Regions from separate parts of the Chanodichthys erythropterus genome. Here region 2 is linked to region 1. The links are chromatin contacts, called in public Hi-C maps. All regions are on one chromosome and are shown on one strand. Each heading gives the region's core, a stretch centred on a gene start, on an enhancer-like site or on the middle of the called end of the contact. The rest is flanking DNA. Distances are from core to core; before and after follow the strand shown. Region 1 holds the start of mmaa (metabolism of cobalamin associated A). Region 2 holds the start of lsm6 (LSM6 homolog, U6 small nuclear RNA and mRNA degradation associated).

Evidence for each region. A called contact is a pair of places that touch in the nucleus more often than the background predicts.
Region 2: a Hi-C map of an unstated tissue shows a contact between it and region 1, with 5 times the contacts expected there. The contact joins the promoter of lsm6 here to the promoter of mmaa in region 1. A contact is called at or near these places in 2 of 2 Hi-C or Micro-C datasets (muscle and an unstated tissue).

Annotation. Positions count from the first base shown.
Region 1 is chr12:30,550,342-30,554,610 of ASM2448905v1, reverse strand. mmaa (metabolism of cobalamin associated A) reads right to left here and starts at 2,250. Exons shown (of 7, transcript XM_067403373.1): 1 at 2,111-2,250; 2 at 923-1,339; 3 at 699-821. The coding sequence starts at 1,310.
Region 2 is chr12:30,687,175-30,691,520 of ASM2448905v1, reverse strand. lsm6 (LSM6 homolog, U6 small nuclear RNA and mRNA degradation associated) reads right to left here and starts at 1,938. Exons shown (of 4, transcript XM_067403537.1): 1 at 1,808-1,938; 2 at 1,288-1,386. The coding sequence starts at 1,381.

The DNA of each region.
Region 1 (4,269 bases), core at 1,001-3,500:
GTGAATTATAAACAGAGATGTGCCCTTGTTTTACACATGAAAACATTGTATAATGCTACATGTTGTTAGTGTTTTTTAGGTCATTGTTTTGTGGGTGACAAAGTGTGTTTGTCGGCTGTCAACCTTTGCTAGTGTTCTGGAAGAATGAGTTGATTTGAGACATGAATACAGTGTTTTGGTAGTTGTGGTGAATTTTGAATGTGAAATGAACTGCTTTGCCAAGATGAAAGTTGGTTAGGAGAACTGTGTGAAGAGTTTTGCTAAAGTGACCTAAGTATTGAGAAATGTGTCCTGGTGTCTGTAAAAAAACTGTAACAATATTAAGAAATGTTTCCTGAGCACCAAATTAGCCTATTAGAATGATTTCTGAAGGATCATGGGACATTGAAGACTGGGTTAATTGCTGCTGATAAATTATATTTTAAAATATATTAAAACAGTAAAATGTTTTTTACATTTTAAATTGCAATAATGTTTCACAATATTACTTTATTTTTTTAACTGTTCTACAGTATTTTTGATCAAATAAATGCCACCTTGGTGACCATAAGACTTTTTTTTTTTTTTAAATAAAAATTATTTATTTAAATTTATTTTTTGCAGATTAAACAAGCTAATATATGGAATGTATCAGCAAGATAAAATTGGCTCTATCATCTTCAGGTAAGTGTGTTTCGGACATTTGAGTGTCTGTTCACCTCCAGTTGTGCATGAGGAAGGATCCACAGCCAGAACGGACACTTTATGTCCTCTTCCTGTCAGCATCTTCCCAATGACCTCAATGAATGAAGACTTTCCAGCACCAGGGGGACCAGACAGTCCTGAAGTCACACGTACAGACAGGTGATTGAGGATTGAGGGCATTCATGCAAACAGCAACACGGTTCAGTTTCACTCCCATAGTTCACATCACCTTACTGACCAACTCTGAAGGCCACTGGCTTTCCACCATTGCGTCTCTCCTGCTCCGGACGGAATGCCAGCACTCTTTGAAGCAGAACCTGGGATAACTCTTTCTTCCTCGGATGCTGGGTTTCTACAAGGGTTATAGATTCAGCAAGAGCTGCCCTTTGACCCCCGATAAGTCCATCATAAAGCTTGGTCAGTAGTCTTTTCTCCCTGTCAGTCAAGTCTGAAATGTGTTGGCTTATGGCAGTCTCTGCTGAAACAGATCTCGTCTGTTGGAGGGTGCAGAGGGAAGCATAGCTTACAGTACGCTTACAAAGGGAATGTCTTAAAGCCATTGTACTGTATATAGGAAAAAGAGCAGCAACATGATGAAAAATAGGAGAAACTGTAGTCAGACCCATCTTCCTTTTTCTGTTGAGTAGAACTTATTCTGTCAAAACAGCAAAGAATATTTATGTGAATATCTTTCAAGCATAAACCTCACAATTGGTGAACATTACAGCCTCATTTAAATTTACCATGGTACTAACCATAGTCTACGCAAAATATAATTTCCATAAAGAATGTACAAAATAGAGCTTGAAAGTCTTTTTTATATATATATAAAATAATTGGTTATTGAAAGGAGGTGTTTAACCTCTAAGGAATTAAGTAATTATATCATATGAGCTTCTTTTCTACAAGGTAACATTGTAACCATAACCAATATGGAAAATAGTTTAAAACACTTATTTGTATGACTATTTTATTATTATTCTTTATCAATAAACAAACAATAAAATATAAAATATGCAATTATGGCAAACAACAGACTCGCAAACTCGCTGTCACTCATTAGGCTAGTTTGGGACCAAATGTTTGTAGTTACTGATAAATGTATACAGCATAAGTTAAAGAGAAATGATTGGTCACTTCAAGTTTTGGTCAATTTAACTGACTAACATTTTAATAGTTACTACAGTAAGCCTGCTATAATAACATTGTGGTCATTTGGTATTAGCCACTACATAATTACAGAGATTAAACAAAATTCTGAAAGCTTATGACAATGTAGAAATGCCATCATAGTATATTCAGCTGATCTCTGTTACTAACCAATTACGTTAGTTCACATCAGTTCATAATTCATTTCAGACCAACCATAGAAATCAGACAAGACAACTGACTGGCAATCTGGAATAGAAAACAGCATAGATCAAACCTCATCGAGTTTCCTGAAACCGTCCGTTTATCGTCATTTGGACAGATTGCTTAATAAGGTTAATCTTTAGTCATGCATTTCATGGATTCCCAAAATCATGTTGACACTATCACCAACACTGCTGAGGTCGTGCAAGTGAGGGACGTCAATGTTCTTTAAAATAAAAGTTTCCCTCTTCAAAATAAAAGTCCCTATTCGCGTAGGTATAAATTGAACTTAATACTATTCAAATGTTCTTTAAATAAACATAATAGGTGATGATTATGTTGTCTTTGAATAAGCTGTGACAGCAGCCAAGTTGTAGTCAGCTGTGATTAAACAAAATGGTTTATATTTTGTATTTGCTGTGTGGTAACGTATATTCAACAACGAGCTCAGTTTATTTGTGAAACTTGAAACTCTGGTATAGCAGTTGGATTTTTCTTGTGTAAAGAGTGAGAAAAGTCTTATATCTAAATAAGCAGTATTACTTTCATCTCTGCAGTGATGGAATGGCAGGTAGGGCTACACTGATGTTTTATATGCTATATTTATTTAGTATGTCATACTCGTGGGAAGAGTTTCCCTTGTTTTCATAGCCAACTCATTCATTTTACTATAAAACAAATCCTACATAACCATAAAATCCTATGATTTAATGTCATTTATTTTTAAGAATGAGCATAATATAAAATAATATTAAAATAAATAATAATGTATGGTCATTTGTCATATACCAACACATAGGACAATATTATCTTGTTCTAGTTTTTACAGTAAGTCAGGCAATCGAACTGTGATCCTGTACTGTACCCTGTTGCACGTCCTGATATTGCTGAGTTATTAGATGTGTTCCTGGGTGAACATATTTTGTTGATCCTGAAACAACATTCCAGTCTAGAAATGTAGTCTTAACTCTATTCCTACCCCTAAACTTAACCCCACCCATAAATTATCACAAAAATCAGAGGGAAATGATAGATGAATAACACTGATGTAGAAGCACCAATTCATGATTTTAAGCCTAAACTTGACATAATCTGTAAACTTGTCCCTCAAATCTGATTGGTTGATTTGAATGTTGCTCCAGGATCAACAAAGATGTTGACCCAGGAACATGTTGAACTCAGCAAAATCAGGTTATGCTTCCCTGTCCAGATACCATAAGATGTCTGCCGCCCTCATGTGGCCATGAGAGAAAAACGCAACCAGTAATCATCTAATGTCCAGTGAGCCTTTTCAATAAACCAAAAAGAGAGCGAGGATGAGGAAAATATATATTGAAAATTGTAACTTGACTATGTAATGTATGTATTTTGAGGACTGTTAGAAACATAATATGCATTAAAAAACTGAGAAACCCAGTAAAGTACAAGACAAAATATTATTAGAGATAAGCATAACTACTACAATTAGATTATAATAGACTACAAATAGTATTATCATGGACCCAAACTGACTGCATCTCACTAATTAAATAGTTTTAAGACAAAAATGCTTTAATTTATTAATTCATTTATTAAGTTTTCTTAAGCAGTGGTTTTGTATGTTATTTTGAAAAACAAAGTAGCGTTGTTGTAGCCTATGCAAGATTATTTAACATTCGTTCAGGAATTCAGGGAAATATAAGCTTCATTCTCTAAAAGCATTTATGTTTTGATGAAAACAAATGTAAGTTTCTCTTTTCAAATAATTTGTACAGTGTCTTAAGTTTGTTTACAAACAATATAAGTAATGAACTCAATCAGTAACTACAAAAACAAAGGCATACTAGAAACCAAGGAAACAGGAACTAAACAGAAGGAGCTTGAACACAGGTACAACAGGAAGAATCAAAATAAGAGTCCCACAATCAAACTTTTTTTAGGGTAAAATGTTTATGTACAGTATAAAGGACATTTTATGTTTTAGGTGATGTAATGGTAACATTTATTTGAGTTTTTTATTTAGTACAAATATTCCATATAGTTAGCCTATTAAAACAAGGTCATTGAAACTACTTGAATAATAAAGCGTAAAAGTCACCAGCACTCTGCTAACAAATGCTCTAATGGAGGAAAGGGCAAACATTCCCACAGAAACACTACAAAATCTTCTGGAAAGCTGTTTTAGATGCAAAGGGGTACCAACTATGTATATCCACAAAAACTTACTTGTCTGCTGAGGATTAATAACTTGAA
Region 2 (4,346 bases), core at 689-3,188, 140 kb before region 1:
TGTGGCTTGAGGGAAATATTTCTTTCCATAGGTGCCAGACGTCATGAGCTTGAATGTAGTCAAATGAACATACATTTTTACATAAACCATTACCATCTTTTACATCAAAGCTGAATCTGTTATTCAGTGGATATATATCAGTAACAGTGGAAGATTTATTTTGGACACGTCAAGCAGTGTCTGTGACAGCTATACAGAGTAGCATTCCTTTCTTTTTTTCTTTAATTTATGACCAGGTCCACCGCTTACTAGAGCAGTTGTTCTCAGAAAGCTTCCAAGGGGGCTCAAGATGAATTTAAATTATTTAAAATAAGCTTAGCATTAAATAAACAAATAAGATTTCACCCCTTCAACAGGGTTCCCATATGAGGTAGCCTAATTTTAAAAGTGTGATTTCTAAACTTGTAAACATCATGTGAAGTAAAATGTAATAACTCCATGGGCATTTTTATAGTAAATATACATTTTTTTCTAGTTATATCACGCTCTAAAATATCTAATATATTCCATAAGGTAGAAATAAAAAAAATAATTTTTATATTTTTAAAAACCCTTATTATATCCAGTAAATCACTGGAAACAAAAATCATGGGGTCTTTGAATATTGTGGTACAGAATAGATTGCCTTAGAGTAAAAAAGGTTTAAACTACTGTACAACTAGTAAAGGGAGAATTCAGACAATGAAAGCCACTTTGGTAAAGTTGGTTTTATATTCGCACATTCGGACTTCTGATAAATTCAGACTTTCCAATAAATGTGCAATAAATTAATGTTTGCAAATTTTAACCAGCGACATGATATTGACAACCAACGATTGTCAACTTACAACATTTTTCACAGTCGATCAAAATAGGCAAGTATTGTTTTAATGGCATATTTACCTGTGAATGTCCACTGAATGTCCAATGTAGTGTCATTAACAAGGCTATTGAATACGGATGTCCGAATGTGCGAATATAAAACCAACTTTACCAAAGTATGAAAGCCTTGGATCAAGAACAGGATAGGTCAGCAGTCATATTTAAAAAGGATGCAACAGAAAATATATAAAGAAATTACACTGATATAAGGTAATTATGTCGTCTTCTCCCCTATATTACTAGATTTATCAGCACACAAGTGTATTTTATTATCTACAACATTATGAACATAATCCAGGTATTTTTACTATCTCTGAGTTAGCCCCTGCCTTCTTGCACGCTGGTCCCATTAACTTGAAACCAAACCTACAGCCTTGATTAAAGAAATATAACTCTGATAAAACAAAGACATGTTTCTACTTGTACCTCTGTAATCAACACCAGAGTTCAGCTTCACCACCACTGGTCTCCCAATGATCTGCTTCAGGAAATCACTTGGTGTCTGCTTCCGGAGACTCATTTTCTCTGAAAATATAGAGAAAAATGTAGATTATAAATTAGTACCTGACATTACAATATCACAGATACAAGAGACTGTACGCTGCCTGCACTGTTAACAAAGATGAGTGTAACACCGTAAAAAGAAGAGCTTCGAAACATTAGTTTATCGCTTACTGACTAAACTGAACACATTTTTAATGAACCAGTCAACGAATGATTTAAAGCACAGCAGTGTGCAGAGGTTTGGCTGTTTATCATGTTCTGAACATCACCGGTGTACATTTAGCACGAGCGGCTAACTTAGCCTGCTAGCATTACAATCCAATGTGGAGAACAATCAACACATTATACATGTCACGCGCTACAGTAATGAGATCCATTTATACCCCCGCAAAGGTCAAGTACAAATGTTTATTTAAAGAAAATAAACTATTCATTCACTTACCTTATTTGTTTTACAACGTTTGCCGCACGTTTCAACTGACTGACTGACTCTTGACCAATGAACTGAAGCGCTTATTCTATTTCCATGGTGTTTACACCGCGCAGCCAATCAGATGCTTCGATCAAAATCCAGCGTACGGAAGCCGCCGAGGAAGCATTTTCTCCTTTGATAAATAATACGTAGGGAGGAAACGAGCCAAATCGACGGTGGCAGTGAAGACTGGGAAGCTTAGCTTTTGTTGTCTAGGAAATTAGATGGATGGATGGATAGATAGATAGATAGATAGATAGATAGATAGATAGATAGATAGATAGATAGATAGATAGATAGATAGATAGATAGATAGATAGATAGATAGATAGATAGATAGATAGATAGATAGATAGATAGATAGATAGATAGATAGATAGATAGACTGTCAAAAACGATGTTAATTAATAACACATTTTTGTGTTATTTTTTTAGACACGTTTTGTGTCATTTTGTGTACCTAATTGACAAAAATTGTGTAAATATAACAGAGTGTGTAGAAAATGAACAGGAACTAACACATGGTTGAGATAAAAGTAACACAAAATATGTTGTCCTAAACTAGACACACAGGTGTGTTAAGATATAACAGGTTGCGTTGTTTTTAACACATCTAGATAGATAGACAGACAGATAGATAGATAGATAGATAGATAGATAGATAGATAGATAGATAGATAGATAGATAGATAGATAGATAGATAGATAGATAGATAGATAGATAGATAGATAGATAGATAGACTGTCAAAAACGATGTTAATTAATAACACATTTTTGTGTTATTTTTTTAGACACGTTTTGTGTCATTTTGTGTACCTAATTGACAAAAATTGTGTAAATATAACAGAGTGTGTAGAAAATGAACAGGAACTAACACATGGTTGAGATAAAAGTAACACAAAATATGTTGTCCTAAACTAGACACACAGGTGTGTTAAGATATAACAGGTTGCGTTGTTTTTAACACATCTAGATAGATAGACAGACAGATAGATAGATAGATAGATAGATAGATAGATAGATAGATAGATAGATAGATAGATAGATAGATAGATAGATAGATAGATAGATAGATAGATAGATAGATAGATAGATAGATAGATAGATAGATAGATAGATAGATAATGCACACAATTATACTGTAAAAACAAGAAGCTTAAAAGAAAATATTGTTTAGGGCTGTATACACTGTAAGCCAACTGTGTAGAGATAGCAGAGGTCCTGGTAAACAAATGTTTTGCTTACATTCCCATTACGTTATAAATACGTTATTTCTAAATGTTCTCTGAATGTTCAGTTTTTTAAAAGGTTTTTATTTTCCTTGGTTATGCGAACATATAAGAGAAAATTCCGTTTTAACATGAAACAAGTAATAACATTTTTCAAAAAAAATTATGCCCTTCCAACTAAAAGGTTTGAAAAAAGAAAAGAAAAAAAACATTCCATGAAACATATTTTTTGTGCTAACGTTTTGAGAACATTATTAAAGGCCAGAATGGAGGAATGTCTATTCATAACTTTGAGAAAACCTTGGTAAAATGTTTCCGAGAACATTCCCTGTTAGCTGGGGTGTGACTAAAACACATAGGGAAAATAATATCTTGAGTAGCCAAAAAGAAAGATGGGGAAGAAAAACCTGTCTTTTGTTCACAGGCAGAAGAGGCCATGCACCTGAGAGACAGAATCATAAAGCACTTCTGGCGCATCCAGACAGTTTGCTTGTTAGCAGGGCATTGGTAGCCCTGAGGAGGCTAGAGGTTAATTTGGTATCTGGTGCCGTGTTAAACTAAGGTCAGCACTACAAGTCCTTAAGTCATAAACAAGTGTGGTTAAGAGCCGTGTACACACCTAGGCACAAGTTAATGAATATTCAATGAGTATTTTTCCCCTTGTTGTCTGAGTTCACATCCTAAAGGAGGGTTAAGAGGGAAAAATGTGATCTAATGTGTTTTTCTATCAAAGCAATCATTCATTTAAGACAAAATCGAACGAGTTAAGAGATTTCCCAGTAGTAGCACACAATACATGCCTATTCTGTGGTAAATAAATACAGAATGATATGACAAAGAGCTGACATACGCACCCCCACACACACACTATGGCACATTCTTGACTTTACTGGAAAAGCGCGAATTGCTTGGCTTGTTAAGTGATACTGAATAAAACCAAGCGGTACAGATACAGAAAGCATTTCATGAGCTTTTTTCTTCACAGTTTTGCCTGTTGCTTGGCAAAGGACAAAGAATGTTTCTCTACATCACAAAAGAAGACAATTGAACCTTACTGGCCTGTCCTTCAAAAGTAAATTTTTTGTATATTGACATGAATGTGCATTAATTGTATAGCGCTGACTGGCTAGGGACAGAAAAAGCTTTCCCGTTTACTCAGCGCAGACAATCTACTCTCACCACAAGACTTGGAATAACCCCACAGCTTCTCCGAAAACAGTAACGTGTTGGTAATAGCTGCCCAGCGATGCCAGATGGGACTGTTTTCATTCTGCCTTCA